Regions from separate parts of the Mus musculus genome. Here region 2 is linked to region 1. Evidence: chromatin contacts called from public Hi-C data. All regions are on one chromosome and are shown on one strand. The core of a region is the stretch at or near the end of the contact, and the rest is flanking DNA. Distances in the headings are between cores, read along the strand shown.

Region 1 (6,484 bases), core at 2,294-4,793:
TTGACCATTGTGTGAAAATCCTATCTGCTCCAACTCTTCCTTAAGCATAGTCTTAGGAACGCCTATTCTATCTCGGATCTGACCCATACGGTATAGCCGTTGATTATCATTCTGTCAGGAACTGTTGTAGCATTTCTAAAACCTGGTATTCATTTCAGTAATTGCACGTGATGATAAGGATTAGAGGAATTCCATGTAAGCCAATGGTTGGCTGATTAAACCTCACAGGGTGGGAGGGACTTACATATCAGATAGTAACTCTTACTTGCCAAGTTCCAATGTGTTTCAACTAACATGACGTTTGTCCCATTTGTCTTCAGTCTGTCTCACTCACCTAGTGGGTGTGTTTGAGAGAGGCTATTTGTGTTTAGTGCAGCTTCTTCCATTTTGGGAGACTTGTAAGGGGAACCTTCAAAAGAAGACAACGCCTTTATCGGAGCAAAATGGGGAAGGGAATGTGGGCAGGCTGGCGATGTTGCAAGTTCATCTTCAAGCAGATGGTTTGTTTCATATCTGAGCTGAAGTTACTAATGCTCTCGTTACTGAAAGGTGGCCACTCTCCAAAGCTGCTTCATCTGCAGCAAGGGACATTTGATTCCCATTTGCCTGCGTACATCCTTGGTCCTCCAGGTGATCTGCGCTCCCGAGAGGAAGAAAACGGCTGTTGTTATCACAGTAAAATTAAATAATAGCCAACAACCATATCTTCTGCTATCTCCAGGAGTTGCCTTGCCCTCCTGGAGATTCATTCAAACCCCCCCCCCCACACACACACACACACACACATACACAACTGCCTTCTTTGCCATTTAAATTGGAGTTTGCTGTGAGAGAGGGACTGCTAGCTTTTCACCAGATGCATTTTCTTCTGCTTTATAAAAAACAACAAGACATCTAAATTTTTAAGGCGGAAAACGGCAGCCCCCAAAATAAAGACATTTCTCACCTCCGTGTCATGTACGTAAGTTTGGCCAGTGAGGGCTCACAGAGGGAGTTCACTGGAAACGAGAACAAAAGATACCCTTTGCTTCTGATTCTTCCTTGCTGTTTGCTGAAACGCAACCCTGATGTCTGGATGGAGGGTGGCCCTCCTGAAGCTGGAACTGGGAGGCAGAATGGGCTCCTGCGTGCTGGAGACAGCAGACCGTTCAATGGTTCGGAATTTCTGCAAGCTCCTTGTGAAATCCTTGTGGCTTGAAACTGTTCATGGTAGGAAAAAAATTTTCACCATAGGAATTAAGCAAATGCTACACAAATCAAGACTGCCTCCTCGCTACCCCTTGCCCTAAAAGTCAGTTTCCTCGTACTCCTGTGGAAATGACAGAGAAGGGCCTGAGGCCCTGAGAGTGATAAACAGCTCATCTTTCAAGCCTTAGATGACAGAAAACTCAGTCCCCCTCTTGCCTACTTATTTCCCTGTCTGCTTTCTGCCGGACAAAACCAAACCCAACTGGAACAAATTCCCACACAGAACCTGGGATCCAGCTACCACAGCTTTGCAACTTTAAGGTAATCGAAAAGGAATTTTCTGACTAGTTTTGCCTAAGTCAAGGATCCACATCTTAGCATTGTCTGTAGCAGCCAGGGATGTGGGTTCCATGGTACAAACCTGCTCCCCCCAAACTGTCCTTGTAATAGGTTCTGTAAGTTTACACCCACAAAAGAAGACAAGGGCCAAGCATGGCATTCGAATTAGTTCACCATGCTACCAGGAACATACGGATCTTTAGTGTCTAGATTCTATATTGTCTAGTCTATATCCCTTTAAGCCTATATATCTGAATTATTTTTCAAAACTCCATCATAAATAATGTCAACATGTTCTTTTCATAATTGTTAGATACAGATATTCTGTACCTGCTTAGCCATTCAATACTGTCCCTCATTACCTGAGTTTCATGTCCTAGTTATTTCAACATGGCCTCCCTCTTCACTTAGCGATTCCTTTATGTTGGTTCTAACACACAATTCTAACCAGAAATGCCTGACCGGGGCTGTTCAAATGACGATGCTTTGCCGGCAGAAAGGTACGAGAGTGTGGCCTTCAAGTGTCCACTGCAGTGCAGATCAAAACACCCACGAGAAAGCAAGACAGTAATGTCCCCGAGACAACAGGGGGATAGAGAAGCCCTTTGGCTTAATGAGAGGCCAGATATAACTGCATCAGGGAAGAGTGGTCAGCCTCTATAGCTGGAGGCTTGTGATTTGGAGAGCTAAAGGGACAGCAAAGGCCATGGCCACAGTAGTGAACAGAAATGTGTTCCAATCAACTCTGACATAATGACCTTTACTCCTATTGAATCAATTGCCATAGACGAATTCAAGGATCTAAATTTAGCACTAAATTACATGTATTTAAATGAATTTGTGAGTGGTCTGTTATTAGTTCCTTCACTGGATCTCACACAAGGCTAGGAGATCTGAGGTAAAGCATACAAATAGCAGACTTTTATCAAGTACAAGAGAATATCGCAGAATGTGACAAACCATGCTCCCAGAGAGGAAGTGGGCTGTTGTGTCCATGATCACAGTCTCCTTAGTAACTTCCATAAGATGCCGTAGCATCCATGAGGCCCCAGTTCCCTCACTGATGTCTGATCTTCAGATGGACATACCAGTCTAACTAGATCAATAGGACACAAAAGCCAGCGCTATTAGAATGTTCGCACAATCTCCTTTGAAGGAGATGCTAGGAAGGGATGTTCCCTCTCCTCCTCTGCCTCCCCAGAAAGGAGGGAAGTACTGTAGAAAGGTAGGCTCTATTCCAACAGTGGAAGACGAAGACCCAGATAGGAAAAGAGAGAATGAAGAGAGCCACTGAACAATAGGGACTTTAAAGGCCATAGGAAGACGAGACATTCCTCTTATACCCCAATGGACCAGAAGAAACAGATTTAGGCTCTGACCAACATCCCAAATAAAAACTGGGGAGAGAAAGCAGAAAAGTTGCATCTTAGAGAAAGATGGACAGGCCCAAAGTTGGCCGGGACCGAACTAGGGAGCAGGAATTCTGGGAAGGAAAAGAAAAGAATAGTAGCCTTTAAAGGGATAATTATTCTACCTCCTTCTGTTTTTTTTGTTTTTGTTTTTGTTTTTGTTTTTGTTTTAAGAATGACTTGAGGTGAGTCTACCTTCCTGGGGTGGTCCTGCCTTTTTTAGAAGAGCAGTGGTGACCTGACCCAACTGAACTATCTGGTCTCTACCACAGCCAGAGAGTTGGCGTCCCTTTGATCTGGAGGGGGTCTAGTTTCCCCTGAATAGACACTTACTACTGTTGGGTTACCTCCACTTTAATATACTGTATACTGAGTATCACTAAGAACAACATAAAACTCTGCATTACAGTCCATGTTTAAAGAACTCCGCAGATCTGAGGAACGGGGATTGCAGGAAGTCAACCTTTCTGTAGACGCAGTTGTTTGATGAAAAACTTTCGAGAAAACAAATGATGCAATTTACAGAGTAGCCGGAGTCCCTGCCAAAGTCCCTTCTTGCTTGGAGAGAACTGGGCTAGGCCTCCACAGGACGAGGCCGTGATAGAGATGTGACTCGCCACTGTCAACACCAAGCTGTGGAGTGAAGAGTGACTTGGAGAGGAAAGAGTCACCATCTCTGAACTGAGCCAGCACATGGTCCTCGAGAGCCAGAAGGAGGAGCCGGAGAGACAAGCTAACGTGCAGAGGATGTGCCAGCTGTCCAGACTGGATACTCTCTGGAGTAGCAAAAACCAAAGGGTTTCTTATAGCTCTTATCAACTACAAAGAAGGCTAGAAGGTAGCTGGGTTTAAGTCAACAAGCTTCTCAATTAAGCACGTATCGTGGCGCGAAGCAGATCACCGCACCTCGGGGACTCAGCATCCCCAAGGATATGTGGTATAGTCCTCCTAAGAGCCAGCACATGAACCGGCTCAGGGGGCACACGCCTTTAATCCCAGCACTCGGGAAACCAAGGCAGGCAGATCTCTGGAATTCGAGGCCAGCCTGGTCTACAGAGCCGAGTTCCAGGACAGCCAGGGTTACACAGGGAAACCCTGTCTGGAGAGGGGGAAAAGCCAGAGACATGAGATTTTCTATGTAAAACTCCAAAGAAACAGAGCCACGTAGTCAACACTGGTCAAATAAGCAGCTACGCCCTACAGAGAACACAGCAGCCTCTCTAGGGCAAGGAAGAGCCTTCAGATCCTATAGCAAGTGTTGTCGGGGTTGGGCTGGGGAGTAAGTGGGGGGGGGTGCTAATACTAAGGATTATCACCTCTACCTCTTTGAAGGAGGAGGCAGAGACTTTGAAAGCAACTGACTTTAGACATTGAAAATGAATACTGCCAGCCTTAAGACTTTCGGGATCCAGGGCACTGAGCTGAGGTGCCACTAAGGAGGCTTATGGCAAGTGGCAGGCAGAGAATTTTGACAGAGTACACTTAGTAACAATTACGGGGGGGGGGGGAACCCTTTCATGTTTGTACCCAGATGCAAGCAAATATCCTCACTAAACTGCTCTTATGTTAATGTTTGCACTTCCTGAACACAAGGAGAAGTGCCCCTCCACAGAGGTTTCCAGGGAAGCAACAGAAGGGACAGGGTGGCAGCTGTGATAAGGTTGTGGTGTTTGAAGGTTACGGTAAGTCTCCATCGAAGGCCAGATATATTGTAGAACAACGGCTGAGTTGAGAAGGGTGGAGCCCCAGAGTCCATCTCAGAAAAGAAATCATTCTCTTGAGCGACTCTAGTTGTCACAAAGGCTGTTGCGAAAGCAGTTGCGCTCTCGATGTAGTTTCTGGCTCCTCTGACGGCTGTCCTTATACTTGTGTGAGTTAAACGCAGACACAAATGTAGCCAAATTCAGACTGGGGACGGAGAGTCAGAACAACTGTTGTGTGGTGACACTTGGGAGCCAGTCCCTGGCTTTTTTTTTTTTTTCTTCCCTTTCTATTAAAAAAAAAAAAACAGTTAGCAAAAGTTCTTTGGCTTAGCAAACCAGATAGAGCATGCAACATTTGAGCCCCAATGCATGACATAAGAAGATGCCCATTTTCATTCAGACTCTGAAATCTCAGGATAAGGAATGAAATGTCAAATAATTTCACACATCTATAGTTTGCTATGCAGCCTTTCCCAGAGACCTCTGCTTCCAGACGAACAGACAAGGGGATTTCCGGCAACCGACACTTGGGTAGAAGGGTCAGTGCCACATCTTTAGGTAACTGTGGTCAGAGGTAAAGATTGCTCCTTCCACAGCTCTGATCCAAAACTTCCTTTCCCCCGGGGGTCTGAGAAGCAGCAGCGCCAGACAGTCTCAGCATTCCTGACATTCCCTAAGGGCTGAGGCAACTCTAACCCTGGCCGCTCCTCAGGCACCTGAGGGACTGGACCACTAGCTCTTCCGTGGGGAGCTGAGTGCAAGGACAGGAGAAAGCCCTAAAGGCAACGCAGAGGAGGGTTAGAAAGTTCAATAAACGATCCTGGTCTAACCAGCAACCCGGGCTCCTATGCTCAGGCCGCAGTGACTCACCTAAGCATGGAAAGAGCTGGAAGGAAGCTGAAAGCCCTTAAGTCCATCCTGAATAAAGATTTTTAGCTAGAATAACTTGGGGGGGGGGGGGGCGGAGCGCGCGTGCGCACACATGAACGCAGGCATGTATGCCTGCCTGCCTGCCTGCCTGTGTGTCCTGTGCGTGGAGTAGGCTCACTGAATCTCTTCAGATTCCCTGTGCTGAACAATCCTTACTAACTTTCCTTGTTCCCTGCTACTCTGTCAACCTTCCTGTCCCTTTGTCTTTCCCCATACACGATCTGGAAGCTTGCTAAGGTAAATGGGAGAACTGGAAGGGTTTTTTTTTTAATTCATTAAAACTGCACACAGCCACTAGAGGGCAGTGCTGATACGAGTCTCTCCAGATTTCCTCTCTCTTCAAACTCAGGCTGGCCCATCCGCACATCCTGTAACAGGATGTTTCTGAACTCTTCCTTCAATTCTCTGCGTAAATAAACAACCCAGGCTGGATACACCCAGACTCACATCCCAGTAAACCCGCGAATCACGCAGGTCCAAATTCCTGGTAACCTACAATCTTGCCTAATTTTATAACATACCACAATCAGAGCTGAAACTCGAACTCTGCCCGAGTTTTGGAATGCCTCTCAAAACGCTATCCGGAAGAGTTAAAAGAACTTTGCCAAGAAAAGGCACGTTAAGTGTTCTAGGGCAGCTTGGCTGTACATGATTCTGTTTTTATTTCTATAGTCAAGTTCTCAGTGTACGCTTTGGTCAAAAGCAGAGGAGCTCAGCTGGGCGAAATCTGTAAGATTAGTCATGTACACAAACAGAGGGACGGAGAGCCACGGATGTTTGTCTTGGCACTATGAGTATAAACTGGGGTCTGCTGAGTCTATCTCAGTGACTCAGTGGACCAAGAAAAGCAAAGATAAAAGCCGTGCGTTCCACGGGCAGAATTTCTTTTCCAAGTAGTTCAGCTTAGGGCTCAGG
Region 2 (6,484 bases), core at 2,375-4,874, 210 kb before region 1:
TTGTTTTAAAATGACTGTGGCAGAGTCTGACATCTGGCTTTAAGGGTTTTGTTTTGTTTTGTTTTTTTCTGACTGAGCGTCTTCTCTGACTTTGAAGCAGTCCATGTGACAGGAAGGCCCTGACTAGACAAGGAAAGTTGCACTTTCTCTGTATCCTCAGGAGCAGTTATTATTTTGGTCTTCTGAGCATAGCCTTTCTCACCAGAGTGAGATGGACGAGTGTGATTCACAGCTCCCTGGTGATCATCAGTAAGACTCAGCTTTTTTATTTTCATAAACTTGGCCATGGCGTGGTTTTTTTGAAAGGTTTATTTTTGCTTCTTTGACCTATTTGGAGGGATTTGATGGTCAGCTCTTTTGGATTTTTAATATATTCTCAATGTTAGTTCCTTGTCAGATAAATCTTCAATTCTTTGATGAGCAGAAGCTTCTCAGATATAAATCTATTTTTTTCTGTTTTCACTTTCGTTACTAATCTCTTTGGTAGCTCATCAAAAAGCCAAAAAACGAATCACTGCCTACACCAATGGAAGTTAGAAAAATGAGGGGGGGGCTGGCTCTAGTTTTTGTGTAAAGTTTATCTCTTTGGAAAGAGAAAGGATACAATCAGGGCTGATTATGGGCTTCTGAGCACCAGAGCTTCATAGTTCTTCGGCTGCGTAGCTGCAAGTAAAGCGAACATGTATCCCATTGACTTAATGTGAATCACGATAATGTTGGACAGACTTAGAGTCCGTGGAATCTTGTGGGAAATTTCACAGTGAAGAGACTGAATGCAAAATTGTGTATTCCTTGAAGGCAACTCAAAAATGTCTATAAATGAGGGATAGAAAAGAAAACGAAGTGGCATGTTAAAAAAGAGTTATGACAAATTTGGACAGCAAATGTTGGGGTAGGTGACTTGCAGTTTTGATGAGGAGAAAATTGTCTTAGGAAGTTTTCACTGTCTTGGGAAAATGCGAGCTTTGCACACACAGCACTAAGAGCATCAATTCCTGTCATCAGTCTCCACCGGAACTTGCTCCCCGTCCTCTTCTTTGTCGCTACCAACTCCGTATACATTGTTCTGATGAAAGGGAAAACAGTCTCTGAAGAAGGTAGATAGATATTTATAGTGCTGCAAGAAAATGCCATTCCTAGATCTAAAATTAAAATGGGGTTAGCCATTCAAGCACAGGTTTTAATGTCTTAAATGGGATTTCCTCTGAACTGGACATAGTATAGTACTGTTAGGCATATAAAACAAGGCAATGGCAAAAGAGAGGACAGCAGTGCGCCTTGTTAATGCCGATATAATGATACAAAGTGAAAACTATGGCATGATTCTTCTTTAGTAAAAACTTTCAATTTCATAGGCTCAAAATGACTATTAATACATATTTACAAGTCTTCCCTAATACCTAGATTGCTTAAAGTATCCTTATGCTTAAGAATCTCTGGGTCAGTTACCATGAGCTACAAGACAAAATTATAGTCCCTCCTTGTGTACCATCCCCATGAACTGTGTCTTGTGCCTTGGGTAATATGTAGCGTGAAGATCTCACTGTTCCCATTTCTAGCTCCCTGATTCCCTTTATAAAGATACAAAACTCCATTTACTTCCCTCCTTTCCTCATTCCTCAGTCAAGGATCGCAATCTATTCAAACATTGAAAATGAGAATCTTCCCATCCGTGTGAGTATCATTAGTTTGTTTGCCTGGGAGAAATTTCTAGTTTTAGAGAAAAGTAAATCAATCAGTCTGTCTGTCTGTCTGTCTCTCTCTCTCTCTCTCTCTCTCTCTCTCTCTCTCTCTCTCTCTCTCTCTCTCTCTCTCTCTCTCTCCTTGAGCCATAAAAGGAAAAGAATAGCTTTATCTTATTGAAATACCTGCCACATGATAAGATCAGCAGGAAAAAGACCTTGAGGATCATCTAGTGAGTCCATTATACCTAGAAAACTCACCCCCCCCCCCATCCCCTAAACACTATAACCTGCTGAAGATGGCCCAAGAATAGTCTCACTCTTAGCTACTTCACACAGTTGCTAAATCCACACTCTGCCACCTGTCATTGCCTCCCGGGTTCTTAAGGTCCATCAGTATTCAAAAGTCTCATTCTCTCCTACAGATTTCTCAAGGAGACAGAATGTGGTAAGTTAGTTTGCTTACGGGTTTAACACAGTAGGATGCTGTGTCAGTGTCAGAGATGGTTACACAAGACAGACAGAACTGTCTGCCAACACCCTTTATTTCCTCTGAGACTTGCTGGCCTGTGAGACATTGGATACATTCTCTCAAATCCAGAGGGCATCAGTTATTTAGATCAAGAGAGGCCCCATTCCCTGTTCCTATGTCTCCAATTTCAGCTGATATCCTGTTTCTTTCTTTCAGTCTCCCTTCTGAAGAAATAGGTTCTTCATTCCCATAAATCTAAGATTTCTCTAAAATTCAAATGTTCATTTCATGCTGGATTAACTCCAAATCACTGACATTCCCTTCAGGTTATGGAGGTAAACCAGGCCTCTTTTCTTTTCCTTAACTCGTTAGAGAGAAAAGGATCACTTATAATTGAATATTTGTATCTAACTAAACATTTTAAATATCTCCAGAGAATACTTTTAGAATAAAAAAAAAATCTATTAAATTTTAGAGAAGAATTTGATATATAATCTTTACTCTTCAAAATGTCATATTTAATAATAAATAAATTCATTTATTAAATTCTGTATTTGTGGGGCTGGAGAGATGGCTCAACAGTTAAGAGCACTGTTTACTCTTCCAAAGGTCCTAAAAGTTCAATTTCTAGCAACCACATGGTGGCTCACAACCATCTCTAATGGGATCCAATGCCCTCTTCTGGTGTATCTGAAAAGAGAGACAATGTACTCATACATAAAACATAAATTAATCATAAGAAAAGTGGGTTTTTAAATAAAATTCTGTATATGCTAGATGTTCACACAGATTTTCATGTCATTCACAAAATTATCAATGTGATATCATCAGACTTACTTTTCATAAAGTTAAATTCTCAAAGAAGAAAATTTCACTGAGTTTTAAAGTCAGAGTCCTCTCACTCCACACCTCTGGCACTTTCTACATCATAACAAATTGAAGTAGCACTAAACACTGTAATTGATTTTGATTTTTGTTGTTTCCTTTATTAAGTTTCACATTTATTAAAGTTCAATCCGAAACATTCTTTTAATTCAAAACCATATTCTACTGACACAATGCCAGTGGGAAAGTTAATCTTAAAACCACTCAGACGAGATTGTGCTTCATAATGAAGTAGCAAAACAATCCTAACGCCTCAAACATTTCAGGAATTTATTTCCTATTGCTTTGTATTGATCAGAGTCTGACGAGTTGGGATTAACCAAGTCTCTGACTTATTATACATTGCTGTTTTCAGAGGAGCCCATTTCATTTTATAGCACAGTTGGAACATTGCCTAGAAAATTATAAAACATCTCAAAATAGCTAGTAGCTATCTTGACTTTCTAACGAAACAGACACTTCTCTTATCTAACTCCAACCTCATAACTCTTCTGTGGTATTTTTCTAGCCGTAGGTGTTAGCATCTGCTGCTGTAAACTCCACAGTGTTAACTTGGTGGGGCTGAGGTGAGGAATAGAGCCAAGATCACTTTTGCAGTAAATATTACGCAACCATGTTCATGGCCAACTCCATGGCGTTGTGGTCCTTTATGGAAGAGCATACATCTTTAAGCTAGTGCTTATCTTCATGTTTGTAGTCTTGAGATTGTATCTGCCCTTCATACCCACATAATCCCATAAACACAGCACCTGATTTCCTCTAACAGTGTGGATCCAACTGCTTTCTTTGCCATTTTCTGGGGGGCTGTTGGAGCTGAAATAGCTCACCCTGTTGTCCTGGGAATGCTCTACCATCCCAATCTCTTCCCCTCCTCCTATCCATCTTGAAAGTTGTACTGCTCTGAGACAGCCAGAAAAGGTGCCAAAGAGCAAAGTAGAACAAAAGTGTCAGGGGAATCTAGCCCATGTAACACAAATGCATAGTTTCCCTGGAGAGTCTCTAGGATGCAGTCATAGTTTATCTTCCATTTGTTACAAATGGTCAAGAAGATTTCAGACCGCAGGGACTGAAGAAAGTAGTACATTCACTCATTACTTGTACACCAGTGAGCTCCTTCTCTGGGTGAGTGCTTAACACACATACACACACACACACACACACACACACACACACACACACACACCCTACTCCATTCATTTTGTTGTTCTTTTTTTCTCCTCTCAAGATCTTCTTTCCAGCAATTTTATGACCAGCACTCTGGTATTTTCTCCCTTTCTACTCAACAATATTTAATTTAAAATAAATTTATTTCTCATAGGTACTAATTTGACCCTAAGTCAAACAATTTGCCCATATCAGCACAGTAAATTTGCCAATTTTTAGTCATTCAAGTGAACTTCAAATACTGACTTTTACATTACTGGAAAGGCATTGGCCTAAACATATTAAGCAATCCATCTACTGAAGTATTTGGAAGAATTTTCAAAAGCCACAAGTCTGTTGAGACAATTACATTTCTTCTAGGCATTAGCTGGATTTCAAGATATGTAAGCCTAACAGCATAACAGCCATAAAAACTCTACAATCATAGTGGCCAGGCTCTGACTTTGGTCATTCTAATAATGTAAAATACAAAAAAATTAAAATGCAGAATATAGCTGTCCCTTCCATTACATTTTCTACCTTTGATGCTTTAGTAAAATCCTCTATGTCATTGTTTTACTAATTCATATTAAACTATGAATTAAAATATAAATTCATATTAAAATATGATTAACCTAAATACTTTGGGTTAATGTTTTAATCCTAGTCAAAATCAACAGAAGAATATTATGGAGCCCTGTTTTCAGGAAAATTAGGAGAAGAGATAGCAGAAGATAAAGGTTTTCTAGAAAAAGGGATAGAAGAAAAGCAGCCATCTCCATTAGAACTATAGAATAGTAGGAGACCAAATGTAGTGTCTCAGGTAGCTTGGAAGCATTGCTTTGAAACAGGAGTTACCAGAAAGTGGATTAATTAGAAGAGTTTGATGGTTCAAAGAATTAAGTGTGAGACTGGGCCATGACTTTTTTTTTTTCAAGAATCTTTTAAGATTCACATTACTTTCTGTAAGCTTAAATTTCCCATCATAAATAAAGGGGATATTGACTCATTGAAATGATAAGCACAAGTATTTTCATAAATCATTCCATGGAAGCATGGAATATAAAGTTGATTCATAATAAAAATGATCACTAATTAAATGCCAGTCAGTATTCATGAGGTAGTCAGCGCGGCATGGAGGTAGGCTTCTCGGTCTCTAAATTCTGAGCCAGTTCTGAAGGCAAAGAAAGCCAAGCACTGAAGACATCTGTTACCAGCACCCACACGGGGCATCACGCGCATGTGTTTGAGCGGACCTTTCACTGCCAACAGAAAGGATGCCGTTTTTGCCACTAACATCGTGACTACTGTATTAAAACATTATCTCCGATGGTATTGCCTGGGTGGTCCAGTTATTGAGACTACAGAGAGATGCAAAATGTCCCCTTCCGGTACCATAAGCTTAATATTCTAGAGGCTTACAGTATCTTGTGGCTTCTGATGACTATTTTATTCTCCTCAAAGTTTGATTCTTTTTCTCATCCTGTCTCCATGAATTTCTTGAGAACTATCAAAATGTCTTGACTTTAGGTTTTTATCAGCAGTCTTTGTTTCAGAATGTTGCCTGACAGTCGCATCTATCCCTAAGTCAGAACGTGTTGGAAACATTGTGAGTTATGTCACACATATGAGACCATCTGTATTTCATGCAGGTAACGTGGCAGGGGGAAAAGGCAAAGGTTTTAGTATTTTCAAGCTATGAAATTTAATAAAAGTTATTAGGAATAATAACAAAATCTTTAACGTGTCCCTCTATGCTGTCTACTATTCTAAATCATATTACACATTCACATGTCACATATCACACAGATGATTAAACCCTTCCTTCCGTGTCCCATTGTACCGATAATACTGAGGTTCCTAGAGTTGACAAAACAGGATCAAATCATTTGGCAATTAAAAAGGCAGAACTTAGAGTATATCCGTGATCTATATTACATTTACTATGGTCCTATATTATAATCATTGACAAATTTTTATTCTATTGCTTTAGGGGATTAGCTCAAAGAAACCTGATAGGAATACTCTCTAATATGTTTTACAAAACTAAACTGTTCTTTAATAAAACTGCCTAGTCAGTTTTCATTGTGCTCACAAAACTCTGGACAATATGGTGAGAGAATCAAAGCTGGATCACAAAACCCATGTGATCTCAGCTCTAAGCATCATGCTACAGAAGCCACATTCATATTCTCTGGGTTCTGGTCTGACAGTCTGAGATAATTCTATCTCTTAATCATTGTTCAGTTTGATATAGAAGGTCAAACCAGTTGAGATGATATAAGAGGGTCTCAAAGGGGGG

Evidence for each region. A called contact is a pair of places that touch in the nucleus more often than the background predicts.
Region 2: a Hi-C map of the AML12 cell line shows a contact between it and region 1, with 2.1 times the contacts expected there. The contact joins two enhancer-like sites. A contact is called at or near these places in 10 of 484 Hi-C or Micro-C datasets (the AML12 cell line, the G1E-ER4 cell line, the HL-1 cell line and 2 more).

The regions. Positions count from the first base shown.
Region 1 is chr10:108,445,685-108,452,168 of GRCm38.p6, reverse strand. It overlaps Gm36283 (predicted gene, 36283), which reads right to left. Exons shown (of 3, transcript NR_155870.1): 2 at 947-1,200; 3 at 553-635. Among named protein-coding and RNA genes, the nearest start is that of Gm36440, 4.1 kb to the right of the region's middle. Within about 2 kb of position 3,543, at least 15 of the 459 cell types and tissues checked have an H3K27ac peak or open chromatin away from gene starts, as enhancers often do. A contact at or near this core is called in the AML12 cell line, where this site is marked.
Region 2 is chr10:108,654,186-108,660,669 of GRCm38.p6, reverse strand. All of the region lies in intron 4 of Syt1 (synaptotagmin I), which reads left to right. Among named protein-coding and RNA genes, the nearest start is that of Gm5136, 43 kb to the left of the region's middle. Within about 2 kb of position 3,624, at least 4 of the 459 cell types and tissues checked have an H3K27ac peak or open chromatin away from gene starts, as enhancers often do. A contact at or near this core is called in the AML12 cell line, where this site is marked.